Linked DNA regions of Mus musculus: region 2 is linked to region 1. Evidence: chromatin contacts called from public Hi-C data. All regions are on one chromosome and are shown on one strand. Each heading gives the region's core, a stretch centred on a gene start, on an enhancer-like site or on the middle of the called end of the contact. The rest is flanking DNA. Distances are from core to core; before and after follow the strand shown. Region 1 overlaps Gm30411 (a long non-coding RNA gene). Region 2 overlaps Gm31452 (a long non-coding RNA gene).

Region 1 (3,515 bases), core at 341-2,840:
ATCTGCTATTTGCCAACTGTAGTCATCACTTCTCTTGATGGTGTGATGGACTACCTGACAGAAGCAATTTAAGGAAAGACATGTTTCTTCTGGCTTATGGTTTGAAGGAATCCTCCAGTCATGGTGGGGAAGTCATGGTCGCAGAATCCTGAGAGGTTGGTCCTGTTTCCTCCACAGTCAGGAAGCAGAAAGTGATGACACACTCCTGTTTGGCTTGAGAAGGCTAGGCTGACTCCATGACAGGCTTTAAATTGGCAGTTCAAGAGATGGAGGCCTAAATCTCTGTTTCCAAGAAATGGGCAAGTCCAGGCAAGTCCTGCCTTCAGGAGCTGCCCTGCCACTGGGCCTGAAACAAGGACAATGGGTTAGCAATAGTTTTTTGACTTCCTCAGCTACTTCCTCAGCAACAGTTTCCAGACCTGCCCAGCAACAGTTTCCAGTCCCAATACCCCAGTAATAGAATATTCCTAGAGTTGGAGTAAGACAAAGGCCCCTACCCTTGAATCCCCTAATGTGCTTTAAATCAGACCTGCTTTAAATCACTTTGTTGTTCCTCTATCTTGGTAATGGACGATGCCAGCATGCTGGACTTCTGCAGAATAAAATGCTCTTTGCATTTGCATACTATTTGAGTCCAGAGTATCATTCTTTGGTGACTCACGAACTTTTCTTACAATATGGCTTTCTTCTTTGTGTGCACTTCAGGATCCAAGTCCAGGAACTGATGGCACCCACATTCATAAAAGGGTCTTCTTGCCCCAGTTAACTTAATTAGGATATTTCTGATAGGTGTGTCTGAAGGACTGCCTTCTAGGAATTTCCAGATCCAACCACACTGATCAACTACATAAACACATGCTGTGGGAGACACTTTACATTCAAATGAGAATGCTATATAAGACATGGTTGAAAAGATGGAAATGTCGAAGCAATTAGAAAAGTTGTTTGCAAGCAAGAGTGAGCTTTTCAGAGTCAGAAAGAATGGTGATAGAGGAGCCATGCTTATATAGCTCACTAAGGTTGAGGTAGGTCAGCTGACTCAGTACTTTCATCGGAAGGCATTTAAACTACAATCCTTTCTTTCACTTGTGGGAGGCTAGTCTTCTTGAAGTGCTAAGCTAAGGCTTAAGTCATGTTGCAGTGTATTTAAATGGTTGATTATTCGGAGCCTAATCTGCACGACAGACTAGTAGTTGCCCTACTAACTCAACTTCTGGACTCTTGAAGCTGCCAAAAGACCACTTGGTATGCGTGTTTGTTATATAAGCACGTCACTTTTGCATATGTTTTAGGGTTAATGCAGCCGTGTGTTTCCTGTCTGGGGTGCCACTCTACTGTTTTTCTGTGTTTGTGACTTTGAGACTAATGCTCACCCATAATGTCTTTTTTTTGGTGCCAACAATGCAGTAACCATGTGACCTATGACTCAATGAGGCACGGAGAAGAGTGTTGGGCTCTGCCAACTTCACACATGAATGTAAAAGCCATTTCCTGTAATCAGGTGAGAAAAAGCACACCTCAGACTTTTGTTCTGTTGAGGCCCGCCCCCTCCCCCAGTATAGCTGTAGCCATTTTGTTCCATGCCTGTCATCTGTTTCATATTGTTGCTGTAATATGCCTGCCAGTCACGGACACAGAAAAAATAACTTGACTCAGAGCAAGGTCATGCTGATCACATATGCTACTATATATTCTGTATGAAGTATGTTAATTGCAAAGAACACATAGCCTCAGAAGGCATTTTTTCCGATACTGTAAAAGCTGCCAGCAGCTTCAGCCCTGAGGCAGCCACAGCTGCACTCCCAGAAGCTGCACTTCCTGCTGCCACAGATAGTCATGAAAACCAAGTCTTGAAGAGTGGGTGCGAGTGATAAAGAATGACTCATGCCCACCGCCCGAGCTTCTGGTGGGGCAACCCATGGACTGAGCCCTAGGTCCTAGATAACTATGAACATAAGGCCATATATATAGAGAGCGTGTGTGTGTGTTTGTGCCAGTAACAAAGAAGCCCATGAAATAATCTGTGGAACACCCTAGTTGTAATTGACTGAATTTAGCATAAAAACTCTGGTCTGTCATGGCAAAATTTCTTACCTCCCGAGGGCCAAGCGGAGACAATGTTGTGTTGAGAATTAATCTGCATGGACACGCGCAGATGCTCATGCTGACATCCACCGCTTAGACAATGAAGCCTGCACTGCTGCACGCAGCTCAGCTCAGGTCTAGAGGATCCGAAAGCAAGGAACATTGAATTGCATTTACCTGCGTGCTGCTGGGAGCTAGGCTACGACTGCTACACTGGAAAGGTTAGTGAGGAGTGTGTGTGAACGAGTGCAGGAGGCAGAGGCAGGCGGATTTCTGAGTTCGAGGCCAGCCTGGTCTATAAAGTGAGTTCCAGGACAGCCAGTGCTACACAAAGAAACCCTGTCTCGAAAAACCAAACCAAACCAAACCAAACCAAACCAAACCAAACCAAACCAAACCAAACCAAACCAAACCAAACCAAACCAACCCAACCCAAACCAAACCAAACCAGCTGTTTATAAATAAGTAAAAAGTGTTAGAACCTTTTCCACCAGGTTTCGAGGAATTTGCTTCCAGCAGTTCAAGTCATTAATCTTAAGAAATTCCACAAAGCTTTACATAAGACCCATCAAATTAAAGGTCAATATGAACTGTTATGTCTAAAATGGCCTGAGTCAGAGCCGACCACTGGGCAGCAGTTCTTGTACCTGCCTATGAACTCATTGTGGTTTTTATGGTTTTGGTCTTTACAAGCTGACATAGAAAGATGTTTGGGGCCATTGCCTCAGCCTCCAAATGCTGTCAGACGCTGCCCGACCCTCAGTCAGTGGTACTTACTTCAAGCTGCCCTCGAGAGTGAGACACCGAGATGCAAACGCTAGAGGTTTATTTTTCTGCGAGTCAGGGTCAACCTTCAATTAGTCCCTTAAGTCAAGTGACTAGGAGGTGACCCTGAATGTCTATTACAAGCAGTTTTTATATCAGGTTATAAAGCACAGGTTATATCAGCAAGGTTACAGTTTAAACTTATTGGCTAAGCATATGGATCTTTAAATCTATTGGCTAGCAAGCATGGGCAGATCATGAAATGCATTTGAACTCTACCTGGGACTTTACAGAGGGTCAGGTTACTATCAGTCAGTACATTCTGACGATATTTTACTCAAGAATGTTCCTATAAAAATGAATTTATGAAATTCCTAGGCAAATGGATGGACCTGGAGGGCATCATCCTGAGTGAGGTAACCCAATCACAAAGGAACTCACACAATATGTACTCACTGATAAGTGGATATTAGCCCAGAAACTTAGGATACCCAAGATATATGATACAACTTGCTAAACGCATGAAATTCAAGAAGGAAGACCAAAGTGTGGACACTTTACCCCTTCCTAGAAATGGGAACAAAACACCCATGGAAGTTACAGAGACAAAATTTGGAGCTGTGACAAAAAGATGGACCATCTAGTGGTTGCCATATGCAGGGATC
Region 2 (3,515 bases), core at 299-2,798, 360 kb before region 1:
GTGCAGGCGAGTGAAACTTGTTTAGAGAAATGAAAACATCAGTAACCTCCGGTGTCTAATTTTCGTTCTCACACTGTGAGGGGGAGCAGCGATGAGGACGCACAGGGTCCATCTGGGCAGGTATGCGCCTGCTCTTGTAGCGCCACACCCATAGGGAAGCAGCTTTGAATGTGAGGGCCACACCCACAGTCTACACTCTTTAGCCTCTGCCTTCCTCCCTACCAATTCAGCTGCTCCCTCCACTTATTTTGTTTCATTTTGCTTTTAATGTTTCCCAACACTGATTCCCCACTATTCTATGTAGCTGAGGATGACTTTAAACTTCTGTCTCTGTCTCCCAAATGCAGGGATGCCATCCATGCTCGGGCACACCAGCTTGCTTGCTTGCTTGCTTGCTTGCTTGCTTGCTTGCTTGCTTGCTACTTTGATTCTGGACTTTTCTGAGTTTCTCTTGTTGGCTGCTGTCTCTGACACATCTGGCTGTCATCCATGAGTGGTCTAACCTCCTGGGCAGATACCCATTATTAGATCTATTTTAAATATGATTGCCTTAGGCCAAGTGACAAATTCCTAATCAGTCGCTCACAGTCAGTTATCGGGATCAGGTGACAGAAGGCCTGCCACTGGGCTCCAGAGGTAAAATCTGCGCATGTCCACTACCGCATCAGTCACAACAGAGTGCAAGTTTTTCTTCACAGTCTAGTTCCCTGCAGGACACTAACCCTAAGACCGGTAATGGCATCTTCCTCTTCACACCTCCAGCACAAAGCTGGTGCCGGGTAGGCTCTCAGTATAGCTCTGTCAAAGTTAATTGAGCCGACAGTAAAAGCAGACAGCCAAATTTGAATCGCAGGGATGATATTTCTCTGCTGCTCAATGAGTGCAAATTACTTGACCTTTCTGAACTTTCTCCTCCTATGTAGGAAGGTCTTTATTGCACGCCACAGAAATCCACTGTTACAGATTTCTTCTCAGATAACAAAAGATAAATGCACTTAATTTACAATATAAAAACCTTCATGATAAATATTAAATAAGACATCGGCATACATGTCGCCTCTCTGGCTGTACCTCTGCCATGTGTTGTAACTATGTGCAAATATGTGTTCCTTCCCATCAGAGGGTCCCAAAGAACGGGATCTGGGCTTCCCTAACTTCTGTATCCTTGTCTCCTCCTACGCTAAAGCTCTGCACAAATTAATAGTGTGAAAGGTCAGCAGATTCAGGTACCGCTTGTACTTAAAATCTTCACATTAGGGTTTTTTGTTGTTGTGTTTTACAAATCAAACACTGGTCGCATGAAGCATCATGCATACATTAAATTCAAATCTATCTATCTTCGACAATTCAGAATGCTGAACAGTTTCTCAGAGCAAATGAAATCGAGGCTCATGGGGATCCAGTCTTTCAGTGTGTGTCTCCATCTACTGTATTTACAGGAGAGTTGCTCCCTCTCAGAGTGACTTTCCTCAGCTTCTCTCTGCGGACAGTCAAGCCGCAGCCCTGGGATACGAGTGCATGTCCTCAGCAGCCACTAGGGGGCAGGCTAGCGTCTCTTGCAGAGTACTTACCCCCAAGGGCAAGTGAGTCTAGAGGAAACAGTAAATACACCAGTTGTGACCGCGTTGTTTCCAAATGGAAAAATACACGCGGGCATGTCCAGATTCTCATTTCGTATTCCTTTCGCTGGATATGTGATCCTTCGGCTCAGCTTACCTCTTGTTTTCTATTTCCTCCTTCCAAGTCTTTCTCCTACGGGTTGCAACAAATGAGCCTTTTTTCCCTTTGAGAGGCTTAACCCACAAAAACAAATCAGGAGGTGACACAAACACTGCATAATTTAGTTAGTGAAGGTTTGATGGCTGAGGTTTCATTTGGGTTTCTCTTAGAATAAAGCCTGATTTTTCTCAAGTTTTTCATGTATTAAACAGCTAGTCAAGATGAAGGGGAGACAGAGATTCAAAGAAACAAAATAAAAACAAACAAACAATGAGCGGGAAAGGGATGGGAGGTCTGTTATAGAGGGAGATCAGAGAATAAACAACTGCTGAAAGATAGCTTCAGAAAAGAAGTTGACCTGAGGGTCCTATTGGTCCATGCCAAGATATCAGCACCAGACAGACAGCTGTCTGCTGCTGGCTGGAACTTCCGCAATTGTGACAGCTGCTTCCTCATCTGGAATGAAAGTGATTTGGACTAGATAATCTTCTAACTCAAAAGTGGGTCTGTGCCAAACGAGGGAAAGCATGGGGTGGGTGTATAAGAAAAACTCTGGGAGACTCTGAGAACAAACAAACCGAGTGCAAAGCCAGAATTATCTACCAGAACACCTGCTTGCAGACACAGTATGTCCTCCCAGATAGAGCTCCGCCCCTACCTTGCCCCTGACCTTCCATCTACTACTGCAAGCCCAGGGGAGGTGGAAGGCCTCTGAGCCCCAGGAACTACGGAACAACGGGACTGGTGTAAGAGAACTGGTGTGGGCTGAGACTCTGAAGGAGACATTTTCAACCCTAAATGACAAACTACTAGCATTCTAACAAGAACTTGCTCTATCCTGGCTAGGGGAATATACACCCCTGGGGACTGGGTCGATCTTCTGTCCTGGGTGGTTTGAGCTGAGCTGCAGGTGTCCCTGTGAACATTATATGACATTTAGGAAAAGCCAGTATCTTTTGATCTTGCCTGCACTGTTGCAATTATACTAATTTCATAGCACCCTAATAGTCAACCAGGCTGTGGTTTCAAAGCTAATACTGTTCTCTAACATCATGATAACCGATTAATTACTATTTACCAAGCTCACATTTTCATGTTAATATTTCTGAGAGCTGTCTCCACATAATCACCATAATTACTGGTGATAGAGCTTCCACCCCTTAAAGTTAGATTACTTATAGCCAGTGTCCTTATAGGTGTAAAATATTACTTTACACATAAAATATACATGTATGTGAAAAAGTCAACATAAACTGCTACAAATTTGCTTCATCTGCAATTTCAAATATGCACCACTAGGGGGATGATGCTATTTAAATGGTCACTCTAGGGCTCAGTTCTAAAATGCAGATTCCTAGGCCTTGCGGACTTAAGAATTTTCTGAGTAGGAGGTTGTAAAATATCTGCCTTTTAAATAAATCTCCGGAGTGAATTTGAGGCATGCTGTCAGATATCAGTAATTAAACTCTTTCTAGCTCGTGTAACTGCCCTGCTCTCTCTCTCTACAGAAAAATTACCATCAAAATGAAATCCACATTTCTCGCAGCGGGCCTCAAGTCCCTATGAGATTAAAACTTAATCAGCTCTCCTAGGACCTCCGATGCTCTTCTCTCGCTGTTCTTTAGAGAAACCTTGGGGCTTTAGAGCGAAGTCGTTCCTCACCTCTAGCCCCCCATCCTCGGGACTGACTTCTTTCTCTTCTTTTGTGAGTCTGATCACCTATCACCTCTCCAGAGAGACTTTTACCCCTACCTCTTGCCTGATGTGTCAACAGCAGCTGGTGGAAGGAAGGCATG

The links. A called contact is a pair of places that touch in the nucleus more often than the background predicts.
Region 2: a Hi-C map of the G1E-ER4 cell line shows a contact between it and region 1, with 3 times the contacts expected there. The contact joins two enhancer-like sites. A contact is called at or near these places in 1 of 15 datasets of contacts at CTCF or cohesin (pro-B cells), 14 of 484 Hi-C or Micro-C datasets (the Ba/F3 cell line, the G1E-ER4 cell line, cardiomyocytes and 5 more) and 3 of 115 datasets of contacts at active chromatin or transcription factors (the 230-238 cell line and embryonic stem cells).

What each region holds. Positions count from the first base shown.
Region 1 is chr13:106,736,561-106,740,075 of GRCm38.p6, reverse strand. It overlaps Gm30411 (a long non-coding RNA gene), which reads left to right. Exons shown (of 3, transcript XR_003950653.1): 2 at 1,408-1,501; 3 at 2,103-2,296. Among named protein-coding and RNA genes, the nearest start is that of Gm45940, 16 kb to the right of the region's middle. Within about 2 kb of position 1,590, at least 6 of the 459 cell types and tissues checked have an H3K27ac peak or open chromatin away from gene starts, as enhancers often do. A contact at or near this core is called in the Ba/F3 cell line and the G1E-ER4 cell line, where this site is marked.
Region 2 is chr13:107,099,809-107,103,323 of GRCm38.p6, reverse strand. All of the region lies in intron 4 of Gm31452 (a long non-coding RNA gene), which reads right to left. Among named protein-coding and RNA genes, the nearest start is that of Gm41051, 20 kb to the left of the region's middle. Within about 2 kb of position 1,548, at least 105 of the 459 cell types and tissues checked have an H3K27ac peak or open chromatin away from gene starts, as enhancers often do. A contact at or near this core is called in the Ba/F3 cell line and the G1E-ER4 cell line, where this site is marked.